Linked DNA regions of Zea mays: region 1 is linked to region 2. The links are chromatin contacts, called in public Hi-C maps. All regions are on one chromosome and are shown on one strand. Each heading gives the region's core, a stretch centred on a gene start, on an enhancer-like site or on the middle of the called end of the contact. The rest is flanking DNA. Distances are from core to core; before and after follow the strand shown. Region 1 holds the start of LOC100273124. Region 2 holds the start of LOC103651208 (probable alpha,alpha-trehalose-phosphate synthase [UDP-forming] 7).

Region 1 (5,925 bases), core at 854-3,353, 240 kb before region 2:
GTAACATAAGAAAAAACATAAGTACATTCAATGAAAGCGAGAAGTTGCTAAAACTGAAGACAATAAGGCCCATGCAACTAAAGACCGAGTAGCAAGCAAAGTACCTGAACATAAAAGCAAAGAGAAGAATGAAAATTGGAGAAGCAGATTTACACTGCACAAGAATTTAAAAGGGTGATTAGAAGCCCAAATACTAATTAGTAGAAAGAACAAATATTGATCATTTTAGAAAGAATTATACCATTGTAGCAAATGTCACAGTAATGAAAACAAGTGAAATGTTGCTCAGATTTATATCAAGAGCAGTAGCCAAAGCTGTTGGGACAACTGCACAACCAATACTGGGATTATTATACATACAAACCAGAGTAAATATTGAACTTTCTATTTGTTGCAGCTTAAACAAAATACAAACAAATGGATAAACAGGCAGAAAAATTATGATAATCTTTTACTATTTTTTATTAAATCGAGTGAGATGTGTTTTCTAGATCATAGACCATGATACAAATTTACTGAAATGTAATACCAAAGATGCAAACAAGGGAAGTGCAACCAAACTCTATTTTTGAGCTCATATGGCCCTGTAACAGTTTTTATTCACATTGTGGTGGTAAATGTGAGGGATTGCGCCACCCGCAACCAGGGTTTGATCCCTAAGGGCTTGTTCGGTTACGCCAATCTAAAAGGGAATTGCAGGGGGTTAAATCCTCTTCTAATCATTTTTACTAGGAGGGGATTTAATCCCCTCCAATCTCCTTCTGGATTGGCGTAACCAAACAAGCTCTAAGTGGGAGCATGCGTGAGATTGCCATTTAAAAGAAGTAAGGCCACAAAGGATTGCAGTTTTCCGTCCTTGCTTAATCTAGCATATAGGTTGTTCTGTATACGCAGTTGGCCTCATGGTTTTTCCACACCAAAACACTTGCTTGAAGTTAGCTCGATGCTCATACCTTACCCCCAAAAACTAATTTCGACTACGCTTCCCTGATGCTAGTTATACTTTGTGTGGCAATCCTATCCACATCCACCACTAGTCCATATTAGCCAAAGTTAGTATTGCTGATTATGGAGCACCGAGCTATCCGATTCACATGACACTTCGCACTATATATGGAACTGATACTCACCCCAGTAACCGACTATAGGAGACACCTGAACAATATTGGAAACAGCACATCACCCAGACACCCACCTCGTAAACAGTAATCCTTCCACGACATTTTGTTTGGCCCTCCCTCCAGGCCACGTTGCTGGAACCACACTATGGCCCTGGACGCCACAGCCTGCATCGTGAAATGCACCGTGTTCATCAGGAATGGCGCCGGGAACTTCCACATGTGCTTCCCCAGCATCTCCTTGTTGTACCTGACCATATGTCCACATGAGAGCACGCGCACGGGCACGGAATGAACACGAGCAACAAACACATCCGCACACGAAGGTAGCCGGAAAATCCGCACAACAGTATTAACGAACAATACGTGTTACTTACAGAGTCAAGCATGTGCTCAGCGTGTACCAACACGCTATCAACCCAATGACCTTCGCAAGCAACCTCGGTGAGATCGGCAGATCATCAGATCTCACCGTCGCCCCCGCCTCAATGTCCATAGGTGAGCTCCCGCCGCCCGAGGAGGATGGCAGGAGCGGTAGGTCGAACTCCTCTGAGTCGTCGCTGTCGCTGTCGCTGATCGCCGCAGCAACGGCAGTATTGGAGGCGGCGGCGACAGAGGTGTCCCTGCACCACCGCGAGAACGACGGCTCCCTTCGGATCCCGCCCACTTTCTTCCGCTGCCCACCACCCTCCTCCCGTGACTCTCCCGCCCGCTCATCGAGCTCCACGGCTACCGTCAATGGAACCGCGCCCTCCACCTCATCCGAGGGATGGTGCACGTGGCCGTCCTCGACGACGCAGTCCCCCATGGGACGGGGACGGCTGAAGGTCCTACAGAAGCTCGGATCTGGCGTGCGTCGCTGATCGCATCAGCAGCGCGGGGGCGCGAGGTACGCGTTGAAGTGTCGGCAACAGCGGCGGTTGCCGGCCAACGCGAAGCCGCAGGCGAGGGGTTTTGCGGCAGATTTGGTTAGCTCCGGTTTCTGGTAGCAAGTCAAAATCCAGCACCTCGTCGCGGCGATTTCCGAGCGTGGGCCAACAGAAGAGATAATTTCGTAGTCGATCTCAATCCACGTATCTTGAGATATATTGAGTTTAATTTAAACTAATTTATATCACAATCAACCTCGACACAATCAACCTATATGGATTAGGATAAATATTAGAATAATCAAACAAAACATAAGGTCTAGTTTGGTTACTCTAATATTAATCTCAATCCACATGTGTTTAGCTGGATTGGGGTGAATCCACTTAAACACATGTGGATTGGAGTTACACTCTAATCCACCTAAGATCTTGTTCGGTTATTACAATTCCATATAAATTGGAATGTATTGGAACGGATTGAGCTATATTTTAACTTGCTATGAATTTAAACTGACTCAATATCACCTCATCCATATGGATTAACGGTGAAACGAACAAACCTTAAACACATGTGAATTGAGGTCAATACTAGAGTACCAAACAAAATATAAGGAGTGTTTGGTTTCTAAATACTAATTTTAGTTAGCAATTTAGAAAATAAAATAAAAATTAGTTTGCAGGAACCAAACACCAACTAACTATTTGACATCCTTACAGATAGCAACTCTCCATAACCCACTCTTATAAATGACTTTACATATTTGTAATTATAATCTAAAAGATGCTATAATTTTACCACTTTCATCTATGCACACAGACTTAGGACTCCTTCGACAGCGTGGAAAGGAACGAGAATTTTCCCTTTTCTCTCTCCGAAAAATGACCCCACGCATGCAGCAACAGCCCTCGAAAATGAATTATGCACTAATATTTTAGCGCACGTTGGGAACGTATCCTGTGAGCACAGGCCTTACGTGCGCCGTGAGCACTTTAATTATGAAGCCTTCATCTCTAATCCAACGTTCAGTGCCTCTTTTACATCTAACCCCTCCCACCTTGGCCACTTAGCCCATAATCATTTTACTAATCACCCCTGACGGAACACAACCCACCCGATCGATCTATTCTCTTTCCAGATCGTATTCTTCCCTCAGCGCCGCCATGGACTCCTCTCACGTAGGTGCGGATGGAGTTCAGGTGTCTTCCAATCTCGTGTGCCGGCCGGAAGACACAGATGGAGTCCATGACCAGCAGATCATCACGCCCGTCATCGGCCAAGGGAGCGCTGCAACAGTCATGAAAGGCATGGAGGATATCCACAGCCCTGTTGTGCGCCGTCTTTCTTTTGATTCTTGGTTAGATAAGTCGCGTATTACATCTGGTGTATCATCCTCTCAATGCCATAGTACACCAGAAAAAACACCAAACGTCCCAGCAGTGGTGAGCACCTTCGATCATGCATCTAGCTCGTGTACAACAATTTCACTTGTTTGTGTTTCCAATTTTTTTTATGTCACATTGCAGTGTTCATCATTTATTCATGTCTATGTGGATGGAACAAAGCCTATTTTAGGAAAGAGTTTTGATTCTTTAAAGGATGCAGAAGAGTTCTACAAATCCTATGCACACCATGGAGGCTTTTCAGTGCGTATTGGTCCTCAAAATAAAGCTCTTGATGAGGTTATTAACAAGAGATTTATGTGTTCAAGGGCAGGTTTTAAGAAGGTGAATGAGACAGATGGTCCTGCTATAAAACAAAAGAAACATGCACTGACAAGATGTGGGTGTGATGCAAATATGTATGTGAAGTTGGGTCCGGACAAGAAGTACCATATCACTGCATTGGTTGAGGAGCATAATCATCCACTTTGCTCTCCTGATAAGACCCCTTTCCTCCGATCGAACCGTGTTGTGAGTGAAAGAGCCAAGCATACATTATTTACATGTCACAAAGCAAGCATAGGTACCTCACAGGCATTTAGAATCCTACAAGTCAGTGATGGTGGATTTAATAATATTGGTTGTACAAAGCGGGATCTCCAGAATTACTATCGAGGACTAAGGGAGAAAATAAAGGATGCAGATGCACAATTATTTGTCGCACAACTAGAGAGAAAGAAGGAGGCTAATTATGTTTTTTTATGATTTCATTGTGGACGAGGACGGAAAGTTGCTATTCATATTCTGGGCTGATGCTACGAGCAGGAAAAATTATTCACATTTTGGTGATCTTGTGTCATTTGACTCCACATACATCACAAACCATTATAATATGAAGTTTACACCATTCACTGGTGTCAACCATCATATGCAAAGTGTCTTTTTTGGAGGTGGTTTCTTAATAAATGAGAGGATTGAGTCCTACGAGTGGCTGTTTAAAACATTCCTCACAGCTATGGGAGGAAAAGCCCCACGGCTTATCATAACTGATGAGGACGCAAGCATGAAAGCTGCTATTGCCTCTATATTCCCTGAAACAGTACACAGGTTTTGTATGTGGCATATTTTGGAGAAAGTTCCTGAAAAAGTTGGCCATGCAAAAACAAATGAGGAGAATTTTTGGACTACATTGAATGCTTGTGTGTGGGGTTCAGAAACTGGAGATGAATTTGAGACACGGTGGAATGCTTTCATAATGAAGTACGGTCTAGAGAGGAACGGGTGGATGTCTAATAGGTATGAAATTCGTGAGTCATGGATTCCAGCATATTTTATGAATACACCTCTTGCAGGACTCCTCAGAACAACCTCAAGGTCTGAAAGCGCAAATTCATTTTTCAATCGCTTTATCCACCGCAAGTTATCTTTTGTCGAGTTTTGGCTTAGATTTGACACGGCGTTGGAATGCCAGCGTCACGAAGAGTTAAAGGAAGACCACATGAGCCTACATACCAGTCCACTTTTAATTACACCATGGCCTATGGAGAGGCAAGCTAGTGTACTGTACACGCGCAATGTGTTCACAAAGTTCCAAACAGAAATTCAAGCTGCTAGAGACCACTGTTCTTTTGTAAACATTTGTGTGTTTGAGGACATGAAGATGGTAGTAATTAATGATGGATCTCTGAAAGATAGGGTGGTTCGTTGGAGCGCTTCAGAATCATTTGGAAATTGCTCCTGCATGTTATTTGAGTCGATAGGAATTCCATGTCGTCATATCATCTTAACGTTGAGAGGTGAAAAGCTTAATGAATTACCGATGCCTTACTTCTTAACTAGATTTGAAACAAGATGCAAAAGGTGCATTGAACTCTAGCTCATTTTGATTGTATCGTGCATCGTGTTTATCCTTTGAACTAATTCTATTTCTTTCGTGTTACTTTAGGGAATCCATGTATGATGAAGAAGGAAATTTGTTGGAGGAAAATCCATTAGATGCTAATGAAGCGGAAAGAAGGAGAAAGATGGCAGTAGTGCGAAACAAGGTTGAGTCCATAATTCAACAGGCAAAGAGCTCAAAAGAAGGCATGGATTTCTTAGTCTCAAGCATGACAAACATCGAAGCATCTCTTAGTCAGATTATACCTTGTTCCGTGCAAAGTAGACAACAAGAGTATGAAGGTTTCATTGGTTGTCAAATTCCAGATGAAGTACATATTCATCCACCAACCAATGTTCGATCCAAAGGAAGGAGTAAAAGAATAAAAAATTCAAAGAACTACCTAAGGCAAGAAAACGAAAGAATGACAGTCAAGAACCACATGTTCTGTAGATGCATGATTTATGTAATTTCTGTTCAGATGCATGAACATGGTTATTTCGTAACTTTTCTTGTTAGTACATGTATGGAGCATCTTCATAACAATTATAAGCTTTTAGTTGAAATTCCAAATTCAATATTTGTGTTAATTCTGGACAGCACCTTGTGTGTGTGGGATTATGAGGTACAATGTTGTACAGAGGGCGGCTGAAATGGTGTACAGATGCTGTACAGGCGC
Region 2 (6,569 bases), core at 1,316-3,815:
GTGCAATCCTCCTCCGCCTGTGAAACATCACCATAATTTCCTCCCTTATCCTTTCAGCCAAATCACATACAGGCAAATCCTTCCAATCCTTAATCCAATTGTTGAAAACCTCAGCAATGTTGTTAGTCACGTAGTCGCACTTGATGTCCGTATTGAAGCCACTTCTGTACCAAAGGTAGTCATGATGCTCATTTAGCCAACTACTGACCCTAGGAATTTCTTGGATGCTACTAAAATAGTGGTCAAAGACTTCTCTCCTATAAGCTCTAGCTGCTGGATACATGTACTCAGACCCACCAAACAACTTTATGTAGTTTTGTATGAGATGCCTAAAACACTCCCTTTTCTCAGCATGCGGAAAGACATTGTTCATAGCATTTTTAAGACCTTTGCAGGCATCTGAACACAATGCTAACAAAGGTAGATCCCCCACAACCTTGTGCAACTGAAGAAAGAACCATGTCCAGTTTTCAGTATTTTCTGCCTAAAAAAATCCATATGCTACTGGATACATCCAATTGTGCCCATCAACACCTATTGCACAACATAGGTGACCATTCCACCTTCCATTAAGAGCTGTGGAGTCAACACTAAGGTATGGTCGGCACCCACCCTTGAAACCAGAAATGCATGGACCGAGCGCACAAAAAAATCTACTGAAGAAAGGACGCCCCTCATCCATTTTGACATCTAGCTCAATGACACTATCCGGTGACTTTTGCATAACCGCTTCTCTCCAACGCCATAGTAGCTGAAAGCTCTCTTCCCAACTTCCAAATAATTCTTTCAAAGCTTTCTCTTTCCCATGCCAAACTGTGTCATATGCAATAGTACAACCAAAAGTGTCCTGCAATGTAGTTTGCAGCTCCTTAGCACCCATATGAGGTTTCTTCATTAGCAAAGGAAGGGCACGTGCCGCAACCCAAGCTCCTGTAGGTGTCGTCGTCTTACGTCTACCACTCGAAGTACAAGTATGTTTGTCATTCAAGACAATTACCTGCAAAATTGGTTCAAGTGTCAATAGCTATATTCTTTGAGCACGAAAGGTACATATTAAGTGAAAAAGCTATATTCTCAGCTTACTTGAATTGTTGGAGCCCCTTTTATCTCAAGTCTGGCATGAATGCTCCAAGGGCAATCAGGCCCTTTACAATACCCTCTAAATCTAGTTTTATTGGTTGCCTCAATTCCAAGCTCAAATTCTTTATTTATGGCGTATTGTCTAATTGCCAGTCTGAAGTGGTGCATTGTTGCATACAAGCTGCCAGGCTGCATTACTGGATTGTTCATATCATATATGGTCCTCGTCTCATCAAGCACCGCATCAGAACACGGAATGCCTGCTCCCAATTCTTCTTCACATGGATTGCTATTTCCAAAACGGGAAGCACTTGAATCTTCTTCCCTTCTATCATCTTGAGTATCCAGTCCAAGCTGATAATATAGACCTTTTTCACTAGTAACATGATTTCTTCCTTCTTCGTTGTTGGTTTCTTCCACCATTATTGAATCCCAATCAATATCATGAATTCCATGGCCACTCCCCTATTAACCAATAACAGTTGTAATACATTACATAACTACTAAATTGCATACAATAAATTCAAACTACTAACCACTGTAGGCTGTGTGCTAATACAAGTCAATGCCCACTGGTGTTCTTCGACAGTGCATGCAATCGTTTCGTCCATTGGGGGTACTGCCTCATCGTTGGGAGTATTATTCATACTTAATACACTGCACATACAATATATGCTCAATGGGACATGAACCGCGAAATGGAAGTGCCAGTTCCAAATTACATCGAAAATGTACTACGCTAAATAGTCGCTGGACGACACTAACTGGAAAGGATCGACGCAAAGGAAATAATTACCAGAGACGACGGCGTTGGGGGACTGGATCCGCGCAATGGAGTGGCTCTACGCGCAATGGACCACGAGCGCAGGAACAGCAGAGGCAGGGAAGCGTGAGATCCGGTACGCGTGGGAACGAATGCACCCAGTGCGCGGGCAAGAATGCGCTCGAGGAAGACGACAGACTGCACCCAGTGCGCGCGGGGACGACCAGACCAGCTCGAGGTAGACGACAGCCTGCACCCAGTGCGCGCCGGGACGAACAGACGAGCTCAGCTCGAGGAAGACGACGGCCAGGGCGAGAGGAGAGGAGAATGGAATACGGGAGACTCACGGGAGACGGTACAACAACAAGACGCCGGCAAATTCCTAACGGAGCGAGGGCAGCACGGGAACGAGAGACTTCCTAATGACCATTAACCGACCGCAACGCCAAATTTGCAAAACTCAGGAGATTTGAATGTCACGCTTACAATTACCACGACGGCGGTGCCAAATATTTGAAGCCCTCCCACGGCGGTGTCATGTTTGCAAAATTCTCCCCCACCCTTCCCGGCCACACCACCTCTCTCTCTCGAGCCGCCGCCACCAGATCAAATCAAAGCGGGCCGGCTCACCTCTCGCGGCGAAGCTTTTCTCTCCGCTCGGTGTTTCGGCCATGATGTCGCGGTCGTATACCAACCTGCTCGACCTCGCGGAGGGCAACTTCGCGGCGCTGGGCCCGGTCGGCGGCAGCGGGCGGCAGAGGCATGGGTCGTTCGGGCTGCGGCGGATGTCGCGGGTGATGACGGTGCCGGGGACGCTGACGGAGCTCGACGGCGAGGACGAGTCGGAGCCGGCCGCGACCAGCAGCGTCGCCTCCGACGTGCCCTCGTCCGTGGCGGCGGACCGCCTCATAGTGGTCTCGAATCAGTTGCCCATCGTCGCGCGCCGCAGGCCCGACGGCCGAGGGTGGTCCTTCTCGTGGGACGATGACTCGCTCCTGCTCCAGCTCCGCGACGGCATTCCCGACGAGATGGAGGTGCTCTTCGTCGGATCACTCCGCGCCGACGTCCCCGCAGCCGAGCAGGACGCGGTATCGCAGGCGCTGCTCGACCGATTCCGCTGCGCGCCGGTGTTCCTCCCTGACCACCTCAACGACCGGTTCTACCACGGCTTCTGCAAGCGCCAGCTCTGGCCTCTGTTCCACTACATGCTCCCCTTCTCATCGCCCGCTTCCGCGTCTGCCGCCGCTACCTCTTCCTCCGTCGCCACTTCGTCACCCGGCAACGGTTGCTTCGACCGCAGCGCTTGGGAGGCATACGTGCTCGCCAACAAGTTCTTCTTTGAGAAGGTCGTGGAGGTAATCAACCCAGAGGATGACTACGTCTGGGTTCATGACTACCATCTCCTGGCGCTGCCTACCTTTCTCCGCCGCCGCTTCAACCGCCTCCGCATCGGATTCTTCCTCCACAGCCCCTTCCCCTCGTCCGAGATCTACCGCACCCTCCCTGTTCGCGACGAGATACTGAAGGCGCTGCTCAATTGTGACCTCATTGGGTTCCACACTTTTGATTACGCCAGGCACTTCCTCTCGTGCTGCAGTAGGATGCTGGGAATTGAATACCAGTCAAAGCGTGGGTACATTGGATTGGATTACTTTGGCCGCACTGTAGGGATCAAGATCATGCCGGTGGGAGTTCATATGGGTCAGTTGGAGTCGGGTCTGCGCTTGCCTGATAGGGAGTGGAGGCTTTCTGAGCTTCAACAGCAGTTTCAGGGCAAAACTGTCTTGCTTGGTGTGGATGATATGGATATCTTTAAGGGGATCAATTTGAAGCTTCTTGCATTTGAGAACATGTTGAGGACACATCCCAAGTGGCAGGGGAGAGCAGTGTTAGTGCAGATTGCTAACCCAGCCCGTGGAAGGGGTAAGGATCTGGAAGCCATCCAGGCTGAGATTGAGCAGAGCTGCCAGAGGATCAATGTAGACTTTGGCCAGTCAGGGTATAGCCCTGTTGTTTTCATCAATCGTGATGTGTCAAGTGTCGAGAAGGTTGCCTATTATACGATAGCGGAATGCGTGGTTGTGACTGCTGTGAGGGATGGGATGAACTTAACACCATATGAGTACATTGTCTGTAGGCAGGGTGCACCAGGATCTGAGTCAGTATCAGAGGTGAGTGGGCCAAAGAAGAGCATGCTGGTTGTGTCAGAGTTTATTGGCTGCTCGCCGTCACTGAGTGGTGCTATTAGGGTTAACCCATGGAATATAGAGGCAACAGCAGAGGCGATGAATGAGGCCATTTCAATGCCAGAACAGGAAAAACAGTTGAGGCATGAGAAACATTACCGTTATGTCAGCAGCCATGATGTTGCTTATTGGTCAAAGAGCTTCATCCTAGACTTGGAAAGGGCTTGTAGGGACCACTTTAAGAGGACTTGTTGGGGCATAGGGTTGGGTTTTGGTTTCAGGGTGGTGGCCTTGGACCCTCATTTCAGAAAGCTTAACATGGATTCAATTGTTAATGCTTATGAGATTTCAGAGAGCAGGGCTATATTGCTTGATTATGATGGAACACTGGTTCCTCAAACTTCCATCAACAAGGAACCTAGTCCAGAGGTTTTGAACATCATCAATACCCTTTGCTCAGATAGTAGAAACATCGTTTTTCTTGTCAGTGGTAGAGACAAAGATACGTTAGGAAAGTGGTTCTCCTCATGTCCAAAATTGGGGATTGCAGCTGAACATGGTTACATCTTGAGGTATGGTTTCCCATTTCTGCACAAGTGTATTTTTTTTTGGGTGAAGTGGTGGCATCTGGATACTATTTTTTATATAAATAGCAAGAACAGTACAGCAGTCTTGTTTTTTCATCGCTATTACTAAACCTTGAAACTGTTGGTTTGGTTATTTGTGCAACATCTCAAATTGTATTGATTACATTTTCTGTGAAATTGGGAACTGGGAAGAGGTGCAGTGCATCTGAGAAGAGATTAGAAAAGAAAACCCTTAATTGTGATTTAGCACTAAAATACTGTATGGAGGTTGTTAAGTTGGTTATTAATGTTTCCCATTTTCGGATTGTATGGAGCGTTAACATCATTGTTATTAAAACGTCGTTTAAACGTCTTTTAAACGAGAAAACGTGTTTAAAAGTTGGAACGTCCGAACGTTTTTGGTTTAGGGCGTAGAACGTCCGTTTCGAGCGTTTAAACGTCGTTTAAGCGTCCAAATAGCGTTTTAGGGCGTTTTACACGTTCTGAGAACGTTCTACCCGCCCTGGGCCTTTCTTGGGCCTTTAGCATTTTCTAGGTCACTTTCCTGGGCACTGGCCAGCGCTGGACGCGGCGCCCTCACTCCCTCAGCCAGCTGCCGCTCTGCTCTCCTCTCTCCTCTCCTCATCCACAGCCGGCCGCCGCCCTCCTCTTCTGCGCCGGCTGCCGCTCTGCTCTCCTCTCTCCTCTCCTTAGCCATAGCCAGTCGCCGCTCTCCTCTCCTCAGCTAGCCACTGCTCTCTGCCGGCCCGCCGGCCGTTGACTGCGCCCACAGCAGCCCATGGTCTTCATATTGATGAGTTCGATGATGGTTACTGATCATGCATATAAGTTGGTTGAACTTGTGTTCTTGAACATGATCTGTTTCTTTTTATGCTATTTGGTTTGTGAACTCAACTTATGTATGTTTATTCTATATTTGAATTTCTATGTCAAGTTTGAAAAGACGTTTCAACATTCGTTTAAACGTTTAAATGTTAAAAAGTTGGTCCATAACGTTTTAATGTTTTACCGCTTTAATAACCATGGTTAACATCACTTAATGTTAGAATACCCTTTTAGGGTTTGGGGCTTTCCCCGTGTAATTACCCTCTCACCCCTGTGTAATGGGCCTGGCCCAGTTAACTCAAGTCTATTAACACAACACCCAACCCTAATCCAGGGTTAGGGTTTCCCACATGGTATAGAGCTAGGTCTTTTTTCCTCTCTCCCCTCCAGCAGCCGCGGCCACCCCTTCCCACTGCCGGCCCCGACCAGCCACGTCTCCCTACCGCCGGCCGCCCCTCCTCTCTCCCCTCCCTCCCCTCCGACCGCTGCTGGCCCCAGCCTTCCCCTTGCTCTGCGCTGCCGACCCCCAGCCTCCTGCCTGCCACCGCCAACCTAGAGCCATGACGGCCCCTCCTCCTTCCCCCTCCATTGCCAACACGGCCTTGGCTGCGGGCGTCGCCTCCCTCTCCAGTCCGCTGTCGTAGCCCAGCCCGCGCGTGTCGCCCCAGGGGCCCAGCTCGCACGCGCCACCCCATGCGCAGCCGCCACCGCCGCAACTTTCCGAGCGGCGGACGTCGCCGCCCTTGCTGCTGCGGGCCTCGCCCCTCGAGCACCGGCCTCGGCTTCGGCCCCACAACGAGCTCGCTGTTAGAGGCCCCCCCTACATCGCCGGCCTCGGGCCCCTCCTCGACGTGACCATCGCTGCCCAACCGCACCGTGGTTCCCCTCCAGGCTTCCCCGCCCTCGTAGCCCCTACATGGTCTGACGTCGCTGCTTCCCCGCCAGCTTCCTCGGCGCTGGCTACGACCATCGCCACCATCTAGGTGGCTGTTGCTGCTTCCCGCTTCCCGCGAGCGCGTTGCGACACTCGTCCTGGAGCAAGAGCGTGTCATGAGTGCCGCTCTGACTGCCCAGATGGCCACCGCACAACGCCTCATCCTCGGGCATCCTCCGGTCGTCCATGAGGCT

What was found. A called contact is a pair of places that touch in the nucleus more often than the background predicts.
Region 1: a contact with region 2 is called in a Hi-C map of ear, with 2.9 times the contacts expected there. The contact joins the promoter of LOC100273124 here to the promoter of LOC103651208 in region 2. A contact is called at or near these places in 2 of 25 Hi-C or Micro-C datasets (ear and tassel).

The regions. Positions count from the first base shown.
Region 1 is chr3:203,317,526-203,323,450 of Zm-B73-REFERENCE-NAM-5.0, reverse strand. LOC100273124 reads right to left here and starts at 2,103. Exons shown (of 12, transcript NM_001147571.1): 1 at 1,496-2,103; 2 at 1,196-1,368; 3 at 242-327; 4 at 105-154. The coding sequence starts at 1,926.
Region 2 is chr3:203,074,216-203,080,784 of Zm-B73-REFERENCE-NAM-5.0, reverse strand. LOC103651208 (probable alpha,alpha-trehalose-phosphate synthase [UDP-forming] 7) reads left to right here and starts at 2,565. Exons shown (of 3, transcript NM_001301547.1): 1 at 2,565-4,601. The coding sequence starts at 2,629.